Regions from separate parts of the Ovis canadensis genome. Here region 2 is linked to region 1. A link is a contact called in public Hi-C data. All regions are on one chromosome and are shown on one strand. The core of a region is the stretch at or near the end of the contact, and the rest is flanking DNA. Distances in the headings are between cores, read along the strand shown. Region 1 holds the start of MANF (mesencephalic astrocyte derived neurotrophic factor). Region 2 holds the start of HEMK1 (HemK methyltransferase family member 1).

What was found. Hi-C and Micro-C count contacts between places; a contact is called where the count stands out from the background.
Region 2: a Hi-C map of fibroblasts shows a contact between it and region 1, with 5 times the contacts expected there. The contact joins the promoter of HEMK1 here to the promoter of MANF in region 1. A contact is called at or near these places in 2 of 2 Hi-C or Micro-C datasets (fibroblasts and lung).

The regions. Positions count from the first base shown.
Region 1 is chr19:64,043,269-64,048,430 of ARS-UI_OviCan_v2, reverse strand. MANF (mesencephalic astrocyte derived neurotrophic factor) reads left to right here and starts at 3,428. Exons shown (of 4, transcript XM_069561111.1): 1 at 3,428-4,466. The coding sequence starts at 4,382. It overlaps DOCK3 (dedicator of cytokinesis 3), which reads left to right. Exons shown (of 54, transcript XM_069561103.1): 54 at 358-3,281. The coding sequence ends at 867. LOC138424353 (a long non-coding RNA gene) reads right to left here and starts at 4,073. Exons shown (of 4, transcript XR_011250764.1): 1 at 3,908-4,073; 2 at 3,709-3,813; 3 at 3,289-3,487; 4 at 1,050-1,291.
Region 2 is chr19:64,438,663-64,444,185 of ARS-UI_OviCan_v2, reverse strand. It overlaps HEMK1 (HemK methyltransferase family member 1), which reads left to right and starts at 1,691. Exons shown (of 15, transcript XR_011250945.1): 1 at 1,691-2,119; 2 at 4,188-4,571; 3 at 4,866-4,957; 4 at 5,249-5,342. C19H3orf18 (chromosome 19 C3orf18 homolog) reads right to left here and starts at 2,423. Exons shown (of 5, transcript XM_069562055.1): 1 at 1,895-2,423.

The DNA of each region.
Region 1 (5,162 bases), core at 2,179-4,678:
ACTCATCTGGTCCATGGCCCTCTAGGGTTCTTTCTGCCCTCCCCGACGGGCCTGCCAACCCGGCCCCTTCTGTCTGTGCCCCTAGGGCCACAGCCAGAAGCCTGGGACCTAGCTTCACAGGGCACAAAGGCAGGGCCATTTGCAGGCCACAGAAATGCAGGTGATTCTGGGGCTCCATAGGCTTGCTGGGGCCAGGGGGAAGGCAAGGGCTTGCTGATGGCAAAACAAAGAAATACGCTGCTGATGAGGATTTTAAAGCTCATTAATACAGGAGGCTCTGGGTCTTCTCGGCACGGGGCGGGCATGTCAGCCTGTCTGGAAAGAGCGATTTTCACACTTCTTCCTTTTCTTTCACAGTCGCCCCTGCACCCTATCCCAGCCTCCCCGACCAGCCCCCAGTCAGGCCTGGATGGCAGCAACTCTACGCTGTCTGGCAGTGCCAGCAGCGGCGTGTCTTCCCTAAGCGAGAGTAACTTTGGGCACTCCTCGGAGGCCCCTCCTCGAACCGACACCATGGACTCCATGCCGAGCCAGGCCTGGAACGCTGACGAAGACCTTGACCCACCTTACCTCCCCGTCCACTACAGCCTCTCCGAGTCCGCTGTCCTGGACTCCATCAAGGCCCAGCCGTGCCGAAGCCACTCGGCCCCAGGATGTGTCATCCCTCAGGACCCCATGGACCCGCCTGCGCTGCCACCCAAGCCCTACCACCCCCGCCTGCCGGCCCTGGAGCACGACGAGGGTGTGCTGCTGCGAGAGGAGGCCGAGAGGCCTCGGGGCCTGCATCGCAAGGCCTCACTGCCTCCCGGGAGCACCAAGGAAGAACAGGCACGCATGGCCTGGGAGCACAGCCGAGGGGAACAGTGAGGGGCAGGGAGGCAGCTGGGACACCACCGTCAGTGAGCGGCTTGCCCAACCACTCCGGGTCAGAAAAGCAAGTCCCCCCGCAGGGAGCCCGAGAGGCCTGGCACTCAGGAGAGAACCGCCCGAGTCTACGTTCTACTGCCGTGAACTCGTGTGTTGCCATGTGCAGAGGCCACAGCAGCATGAAGGGTTGTGGCTTCTCTTTTTATTTCATTTTCTACATTTCCATTTCTATGGGTTTTCCTCTTTCCTTTGTGCAGTAGATGCTGTCTTCCTCCTGCAGTTTCAGACCACATGGAGCTAGATGGAGATACTGCACCACAGAACGGCTTCGCAGCTTCGCGGGGCCCCTGGGGCAGGAGCCCAGGGCCTCCCTCCAGGGCAGCAATGCACAGAATGGAAATTGCACTAGGGACCTCTTCCTTTGCTGCATAGACAGAAGAGCTCATGGTTGTATTCAGGGATTGCAAGGACCACGTGGACTATGTCACAGGTGGACAAGGGGGCTACCAGCCATTTTGCACAAATGCCTGCTCTTCCATCCAGGAGTGTGCCCCTGGGGCTGGCGAGGCCAACCTGCCGGCACAGGCATGTGACAGCCTAACTGCATGCCCCGGGCCTACTGCCAGGCTTCCGCGGGCCAGCCCCGCCGCCGCCTCTACCTTGGACTTCCCCTCCATCGTTTCTGTTTCTGACCTTTCGCTCCCCTCCACTCCTAACATACCCCATGCCCTGCAGGAGCCCCCTGGTGCATGGATCTGCAGCGGTCGTGTCCTAGCCTCTGGAGCTTGAGTGGGGGTTGGAGCCAGAGGGACTGCCCTTACCACCTTCCTCCCCAGGGCCCGGGCAGCCATGTGTTGAGAGACAAGCTGATAGAGTGAGGCTGGGGTGTGGCAGGGCCGGAAATCCTCTGAGCTTTCGGCCAGCGTGCCTGTCCTCCAGCTCCTGAATCAGGGATTTTCAGCACTACCTCTGAGCAGCGGGGTGGCTGCCCAGCCAGGCTCCAAAGGCCTGAGGACTTGCAATCAGGTTCAGCAAGCTCCTGGGTAAAAGGCGCAGTTGGCAGGGAGGGGGACTTCCCCTCCTAGAAGCAGAAAGCCACACCCCTCCCAGTAGCCAAGTGCAGGATCCCAGCTCCAGGCCCATGGGACCACCACTCAGGGTTCAGGGTGAGCAGGAGGGCAGTTTCTCCAGCCTCCCCAGTCTGTTGGGCAGAAGGCAGTGGTGTCTTTATAGGAAACTTTCAGGTCAGGGCACTGATTTTCCTCTTGGCTTATTAGTTGGGGGAATAGGGTGGGGTGGCAATAGTATTTTACCAGGGTGCTTCTAAGTTACTTTTAAAAAGTCTACAAAACATTTATTTGCTTGAGTTCACAACTTGACAGTCACAAGGCTGCCTTCTCCTCGTTGAGCAGGTACGTTTTCCGTTAGTTCCTCTTCCACTGGCCCATCTGACTTCCCTGGTTAGGGTGTCTTTCACTTGTAAACAAATGCCAACTTGTTTAACAGGAATGCCAGCAAGTAACTTATGAGCTAAGATGGGGGGCCATGTTACCTTCAGGGCGTCTAGGAGTGTTCTATCACCAGTGTGGGTCCTTTTTGATACTTGAAGGGTGACTCCAAGCAGAGTGGGTCAGTCCAGGCAGGCCTGAACCATCTGTGTTCCCAAGTGTAACAGTGGGGGACTAGCTTTGGATTTCTTAGATAGTTCATATTTAGATTTTAGGGCACTCCTGAACCTCAACCCCTGGACAAGGCAGTCCTCCTGTAAGAACATCTTCCTTCTCCACCTGGTGGTGTGAGAGGGTAGAGAGGGGAGTGTAGGTTTGTTTGGTCTTGCCTTTACAGGGTGAGCCAGGTTTGTCTTTTCCCTCTCCATTTTCCCAAATTCAATGAAAAGGACATATTCCAAATTCCTTTCCTTGGAGAATCAGCCAGTCTGAAGGGAAGTGGGAGGCCAGAGATGAGAATTCTCTGAAAAGATTGTGAAATACTGATTTTCATTCTTTCAAGCTTATTTGTAAATACCTATTTGAATGCTGTGTATTTGTACAGGAATTTGAGCAAAAAATGTATAGAGTGTGCTGTCCAATTGGTATTCAGCCCTATAAATGTGTTTTTAACCTCTGGCATTCTGTGCTTATTTAAAATAAGAAAACTTCTAACCATTTCTTTTGTGTATTTATGTTTAAAATAAGAAGTGACTTAATGGTCTTACCTGTATCAGAAAGCAAAGTTAAAAGAAAAAAAAAATTTGTACTAGTGTCCCAAAAAAGTATTTTACTGTATATATTGTGGTAGCATGTTCTCAATCCAGCAAGTAATGTGAATTTTAGATGTAAATATCTGCCACTTGACTTCCCCCCTTTCCCCACTCCCTTGACTGCTGTTATGTGAATTAAAAGATGAATACCTGATACTGACCCACTGAATTCACTGAATGGGAGCAGCCGCCAAGTGCCCGCCTCCAACCCTTGTCGCTGGGCTCCAAGCCCTTTTAGCCCCATAAAAATCTCTTTTCCGTCCTGAGCACAGAGCCAACCTTTTCCACGTCCGGCCTTCAAGCACAGGGAGCCAAGACTTGCACCGGAAAGGAGGGCAGCCGAGGGCGCAGAGCGCTCAGCTAGAAAGCAAGAGAGAAAACCAGCCACCTCGGCCAGGCTCCCGAGGCTTGTGAGTAAAAGGGGGAAGAAGAGGTCTTCCTGGCGTGGGGGACAAACCTCTGAAGCCGCCAATCTCCCCAGTAAAGCGGGATGGTTCCGAACTCAAAGCCAGGCAACCAATCCTGGCCCGGGCGCCCCTCTGAGCTCTGGGAAGGCAGCCTGGAGGGGGAGCCCCTCTTACCCGACATCTGTCCGCCCCGACTGGGTCCTCCTGTCTACCTGTCGGGGCAATCTGGACTCTTCCTCACCGGTTCCCCAAAGGCTGGTTCCCCAGCCCACCTGGTCCCTTAAGAAAAAAGAAAGAAACCTCTTTGTAGCCTTGCCTGTGGCCGGCCGCCCTCCCTGCCTGTTGGGTTGCGGCTGACCACAGAGCCCCTGACCTGCACCACGAGTCGGGACCACAGCGGGGAAGTCCGTGGGGTTCTTCGGGAAGACCTGGGGCCCAGAACAGAGAGTACACAGAGCAACTGAGCAGGCGCGAGACAGCGGCCGAATTCCACTCCAGCCTGATGGAGCTCCTCCTCGGCCTCAGCCCCTGCCCCTACCAAAGATGGCGACAGAGCTGCTTCCGCCGCCTCTGCGGCCTCTTCCTGCGAGCAGCCCCGGTTCAATCAGCGGTCGACAACTGTCTAGGGCGGAGGGCGGGCGATCCCATCAGCCAATGAGGAAGGGTAGCGTGGAGCCGCTCTTCTGGGCTCCGAGGAGCGTGGACCAATGGGGGAACGGTGTGTGGGAGAGCGTGGGGGGCGCCAGCCAATAGGGAGCCACGGCGCGCGGCCGGGACCTGGGGGCTGCGCCGCACGGCGGGCGCGGTTCAGTCCGGCGAAGGCGGCAGAGGCGGCGGGTTGTGGAGGATGTGGGCCACCCACGGGCTGGCCGTGGCGCTGGCTCTGAGCGTGCTGCCGGCCAGCCGGGCGCTGCGACCGGGTGACTGCGAAGGTAAGGCGGAGTTGGTGGTCCGAGCGCTGTGGCCGGCCTGGCGGCGGTGCTGAACTCATCCAAACCACCGAAAGGCTGAGAGGCCGGGGCTAATGCGGGCGGGGGCGGCCGGCCCCAGTGGGGTCTGCCAGAGGAGGGACCAACGCCGGGTCCAGAAAACATTTTCTAGGCCTAAAAAACATTGGTCTGACGAGGAAGTTAGGACTAGATGGTACAGTTTGGCCTGAAACTGAGATAACGCCGGAATTTTGGTCCTTTACCATCACTGGGCAGAAGCTCCTGGGAGCGGTTCTGGCTAAGGTGGGGAATCCTTGAGGGCCGCCCGTGGGCACCGCGCCTGGTGTGATATGATAGGGTTGCAAAGATTCACGTTGGGGTTCGGTGTTGCGTTTGGAAATGAATAGCGTTTGCATCGTTTTTTTCTCTTCGGCCTCTAGTTTGTCCATTTATGAGGTCACAGTGAGCCTATCTCAAGGACACGTGTTCAATCTGAGTTTAAACTTTATGGAAATAGCAGGGAGGAGCTGTTTGTGGGTCATTAGGTGATGCTCGTTTCCCGCATCCCCTGGATGTACTCGGGGACCCAGCAGCCCGGAGCACGGTTCTGTCTACCTGTGGGCACCCGAGAAAATCCGGTGGTAGAAAAACTCACCTTTTCTCCGTGTCTCCTATTAAGATTGCTGCTGGAGTTCCCGC
Region 2 (5,523 bases), core at 442-2,941, 400 kb before region 1:
CCGAGATGTGACCTTGGGCCAGACCCTTAACACTTGCTCTGGGGCTCTGTTTATTTTTCCTTCCAAAGGAGGGAAAGGGCCCTGCTCATCACTGTTCAGGACTGTCTCACGTTCCAAAGAGCAAGAGAAGGAATGGGGAGGAAAAGGGTTGGGCGCTACGACCTCCGAGAACCCACATACCGTTCTCCACCAGGTTCATCATTCCTCGCTACTCCAATCCCCATCCCCACCTTCGTCCCTCTGATTCCTCCATTCTTGCACAGAAGCGGCGACCTCAGCACTTACTTAATCCTCTCTGGGACGCCGAGCTCAGCCGGAGAGGTTAGGGGTGGTGGCGACCGGCAGGAGGCGGGGGCAAGGTTAGGGGGAAGACCCCCCCAGGTCCTAGGGTAGGGGGCGGCGAGTCCGACCCGAGGTCCGCCCTCCCTGGGTGGACCTCCTGGGCTGTGCCTGTGACGTCGCACCGCCCACAGCCGAGCGCTAGCTCTGCCAGCCTGGACAGGGACAGGCCGGGCCGGGACCCACCGCGGGGGTGGGGCTGAGGCCAGCAGCCTAGCGTCTCCGCGATGCTCCAGCTATTCTCCTCCCTGCCAGCCCCGCGCCCCCGGCCCCGGATTGGCTGTCAGGCCCAGAGCCGGCTCTGCATTGGTCCGCTGGCCTGCCGCTCAGATCTGGCTCTGCCCCCAGCGAGAGCGGGAGCCGGGTCGCAGTTCTTGCAGACCACTGCTCATTCTCCCTGGCCCATGTAGAATCGCGCGGGGGACTGTGGGCGGCCAGGCCTTTCTTAAGGACAGAACTCTGGCCACCGGCTAGCCCAGGCTTCACCTCCACCCGGACAGACTCGCGCTCCCCAAAGGCAGGTGGGCGCAGGTTTGGGGAGAGCACCAAACTAGGAGTCCTTGAGCCAGCGTTGAACTCTGGCTGGACGCTCTACTAGCTTGGTGAAATAGAGCAAGATGCTTCTCCTCCCTGGCTCTCAGCTTCTTGCTCAGATGGGCTCTGGTGTGAGCACTGTTGGCAAACGGTACCCACCTCTGGCTAGAAATGAGGCATCTTTCAGAGAAATAGGGAGATGGGATGGTATTATTATTGGAGAGGAATTACTGGGCACCTGGACCCAGGAAAACCTATATATACCCCTCCATCCAGAGTGCGATCATCTCTACAATGAGGAGCTTTCAGATACCTTCTAATTCTCAGGTTTTCATAGGAACTTATGGGGATCGCTTTTTAATAGCTTGTTACAGATACAGATCCCCGGGTCTGGGACGGAGCCTCGGAAACTGTATGTTTAACAGTAGTTTAGTCAACAGTGATCTAGTTAACAATAGACTCGAGGGCAGAGGGGAGTGGCATTGGCAGGCCACACTTGAGAGACCCTGCCATGAATTTTATAAGAGGAACTGAGGCACACAGAGAGGACCTGGACAAAGCCCCCCCGATGAGTAAGGATTCAAACCCTGGTCTACTAATACTTCCAATTTAGAGCTGCCTGCTCCAAACCCTAAAACGGGGTTAGAGGGTCAAGAGCGGCCCTGGGGTCCAGTCGCCACCTGGTCCTGGACACTGGTCCTGTCCAGGTCCTGAACACTGGATGCCACTCCTCAAGTTAGTGCCCGCCCCCAACACTGGGCTACACCCACGTGCCGCTCTACCCGTACAAGGTCTATGTTAGGCCACGCCCCTGCGCATAGCGCCCGATCCCTTGAACTCCTGGCCAGCTGATGACACGCCTCCGTTCGGGCGGCCTACACAACTCCGGAGTCGGTACCAGACACCGCAGGCTAAAGCCGTATTCCTGCTGTGACCTTCAGGAAGACTGGGGAGCAACCTTAACACAACGCCACCCTTTCCCACCGTGCGCCTGCGGAAATAGTGTGCAAAGCGTTCATACCCACCCCGCCGCCACTGGCCCGCAGGGGCGTCCGAGGTGCAACCCAGCGGCTCTAGGAACCCTGGAGCTGGTCGACGGAATCCACCCGAGCCCTTTCTCAGTTGAACCAACCCCGGAAGCAGAGCCTCTCGGGAGGGCGCTCACATCCGGGTTATGCACATCCGGGAGTCGAACCCGCGGCAGTTTCTTCAGGATGGCGGGAGAGTGGAGTAGCCTATTAGAAAGGTATGAGCAACACCCTCGAGACGTCGAGTTCTTCAGAGTGCTGGTAGCCTTCCTCAGAAAGTCTATGTCCCCGTTGTACAGATAGAGAAACAGGCTTGGTTAGAGGCAGTCTTTCCGTGAGAACTGGGAGGGAAGAAGCTGCGCCTGACTTCAGGCCTCCCCTGCTCCTTGGGCCGCACTCTGGTAGTCAGAGCTGCCTCAGGAGTCCGAAGGATTTGTGTCTTGCCTGGAACGGTTACTAGCTGGGTAGCTTTGGGCAGGTTGCTTCCCGTCCGCAGTCTTCTTTTCCTTGCTGCTTGTCTCTGAAGAGCGGCACCTAACAGTTGTTTAATAAAGGCTAGTTTGAAACCAGGTCTTTGTAAGAGGAAAGGAAGCCACTGATTTGAAATCTTCAGCTAAATGTGTTGGTGATATATAATATAATTTGCGATATATAATGTAATATAATATATATTTTAATATAAAGTTAACAAAAATTGTCATCTAAAAGTTATTTATTTGTGTCTTTATTTTTGTTTCCGCTGGGTCCTGGGTCTTCCTTGTTGTACTCAGGCTTTCTCTTGTTTCAGTGGAGGGGGGGAGCTTCTCATCGTGGTGGCTTCTTTTGTTGCCGAGCACAGGCTCTCGGGCGTGCGGGTTTCAGTAGTTGTGGTTCGTTGGCTTAGTTGGCCCATGGCATGAGAGATCTTCCCTGACCAGGGATTGAACCTGTGTCCCCTGCACTGGCTGGCGGATTCCAAACCACTGGACCACCAGGGAGGTCCAACAAATTGTCAGATTTTTAGTTGGCAGTTTATGCTGGTGTTTAGGACCATGGGTTAAATTGGATGGAGGGATGATTTTCAGCATACCAGTCAACGATGTGTATGTGTGCTAAATCTGTTTGTGTCCAACTCTTTGTGACCCTGTGGACTGTTATCTGCCAGGCTCCTCTGTTCATGGGATTCTCCAGGCAAGAATACTGGAGTGGGCTGCCCTGCGCTCCTCCAGGGGGTCTTCCCAACGCAGGGATCCAACCTGCGCCTCTTACATCTCCAACATTGGCAGGCAGGTTCTTTACCACTAGCTCCACCTGGGAAGCCCGCAAATCAGTGACAGTACATGCTAAATGTCGGAAGCAAAACTCCCAGGCAAAAGCAGTCTTCTCCCCTAGTAATACTAGTTAAGAGCATTGACTCCCTCTGTGTGTTGAGATGCCTCCCAGGCCCTTGACATTCATTGATTGAGGCACTGCTCACCAGGGAGTTTGTGTTACTTCTTTCCTCTCCTGTATGGAGGAGGAAACTAAAGCTCAGAAATAATGAGTTTCCCAAGGTCACATTCTCTGGGTCAAATAGATCTCTCCAAACGCGAAGCCTGCCAGCCCATTTATTATCAGGGACTGAACCATGGATTCGGATCACTTGAGCCAAAGACCTGAAGAAAATATCACTGACCAAGGCAAGAAAACTCAAATAGGTGGGTGAGGGTATAAAATGGAGTCAGTTCAGTTCAGTCACTCAGTCATGTCCGACTCTTTGCAACCCCATGAATCGCAGCACGCCAGGCCTCCCTGTCCATCACCAACTCCTGGAGTTCACTCAGACTCACGTCCGTCGAGTCAGTGATGCCATCCAGCCCTCTCATCCTCTGTCGTCCCCTTCTCCTGCCCCCAATCCCTCCCAGCATCAGAGTCTTTTCCAATGAGTCAACTCTTCGCATGAGGTGGCCAAAGTACTGGAGTTTCAGCTTTAGCATCATTCCTTCCAAAGAAATCCCAGGGCTGATCTCCTTCAGAATGGATTGGTTGGATCTCCTTGCAGTCCAAAGGACTCTCAAGTCTTCTCCAACACCACAGTTCAAAAGCATCAATTCTTCGGCGCTCAGCCTTCTTCACAGTCCAACTCTCACATCCATACATGACCACAGGAAAAACCATAGCCTTGACTAGACGGACCTTAGTCGGCAAAGTAATGTCGCTGCTTTTGAATATAGGGAACAGCAAAGTATGCCCTCTCATAGGCAACAGGTCAGAGAAGAGAGTCCCGCGAGGCTCAGCTGCTGCTCTGATTCTCCTTCTCTATTCCAGGGCAGCCGCGTCTGAGGACCAGCCATACTGAGGACCCAGAGCCTGTGACCACTCCATCTCCTTCCAGCTGAGGCCAGTCACCATCCTCAGCAGCTGACATCACAAGAAAGACTTGGGCACCTCGGGGAAGTATTCAAGGGATCCTTTCCCTGAGACGTGGAGCATCAGGGCAGAATGCTGAGGGCCCTTCTCTCTGGCCTGGGGTGGAGGAAAGGCATTTGGGGCTGCGCCTTCAGCTCATGGCAACCCCATCAGCCTCCAGTTGGGTTGTTGAGTGCCACTGAAGTGGTCAGCCACTGGACAGCGGTCTTTGAGGAGAAGGGCATCCCTGAGGCCCGGGAATCCAGTGAGTACATCGTGGCTCATGTCCTTGGAGCCAAAACAGTTAAGTGCAGTGTTGGGGGGGGGGGGGGCAGGAAGTGGGAGGAGGGAGGCCCCGGGAAAGGAATATCCAGCCTTTTCCACTCCACTGAGAGTGCTGAGCTGAGAATGGTGGGATTTTTCTGAAGGAATGTCTTAAACAAATACTTAAGTCATCCATCCAAGAAACCATTACAGTGTGTGCCAGGCACCAGGGCTTCAGGGATGACCAGGGTGGCCAGTGTTGGACCCACCGGCATCATCAACAAAAGAAACCTGGGTCAGGGGAGCCAGCCACTCATGATCTCTGTGGGTCAGTTTCAGAGCCTGAGGCCAGGACTTTGGACCCAACCCCTAACCCCTTGGCAGCTACAGTGTATCCAGGAGTTGGGTAGCTACCGGTTGCAACGGTGAGTGCCATGGACCAAACCTGAGGGCTCTGTGTGGGGAGCAGGGTCCAGCTTCCTCCAGCCCCACCAAATTCATGGTCAAGGAGGAAGAAAGTGTCCAAGGACTCGGAAGGTATTGGGATGAGGGTGATGAGAGAGGTAGTAAATAGAAAGAAGATGGGCTTGGTTAGGAGTTCCAGGGCACAGGAGGCGTGACCCTACCTAACACCTTTGGCCACAGTGGTATCCCAACCGAGACAGGGCCCTGTTGGTCCATTTGCTGGCACTGATGATCACCTTCCCCCTCTGCAGGATGCCTGTGCAATACATCCTTGGTGAATGGGACTTTCAGGGTCTCAATCTGAAGATGGCACCCCCAGTTTTCATCCCTAGGCCAGAAACGGAGGTAGGTGTGCCCGCTGGACTAGACAGGATGGGGTGAAGGGGTTCAGGGTGCCTGTCTTGTCCCAGACTTCCACCAGGGGGCGCCGGGGCCCCATTATTGCTATCCCTTAGAGACAGTGCTCTTCCTGGCTGGCTGGATTGGTGGGGCCAAAAGGAAAGAGGTCTCTTGCTGGCCTCCTTGA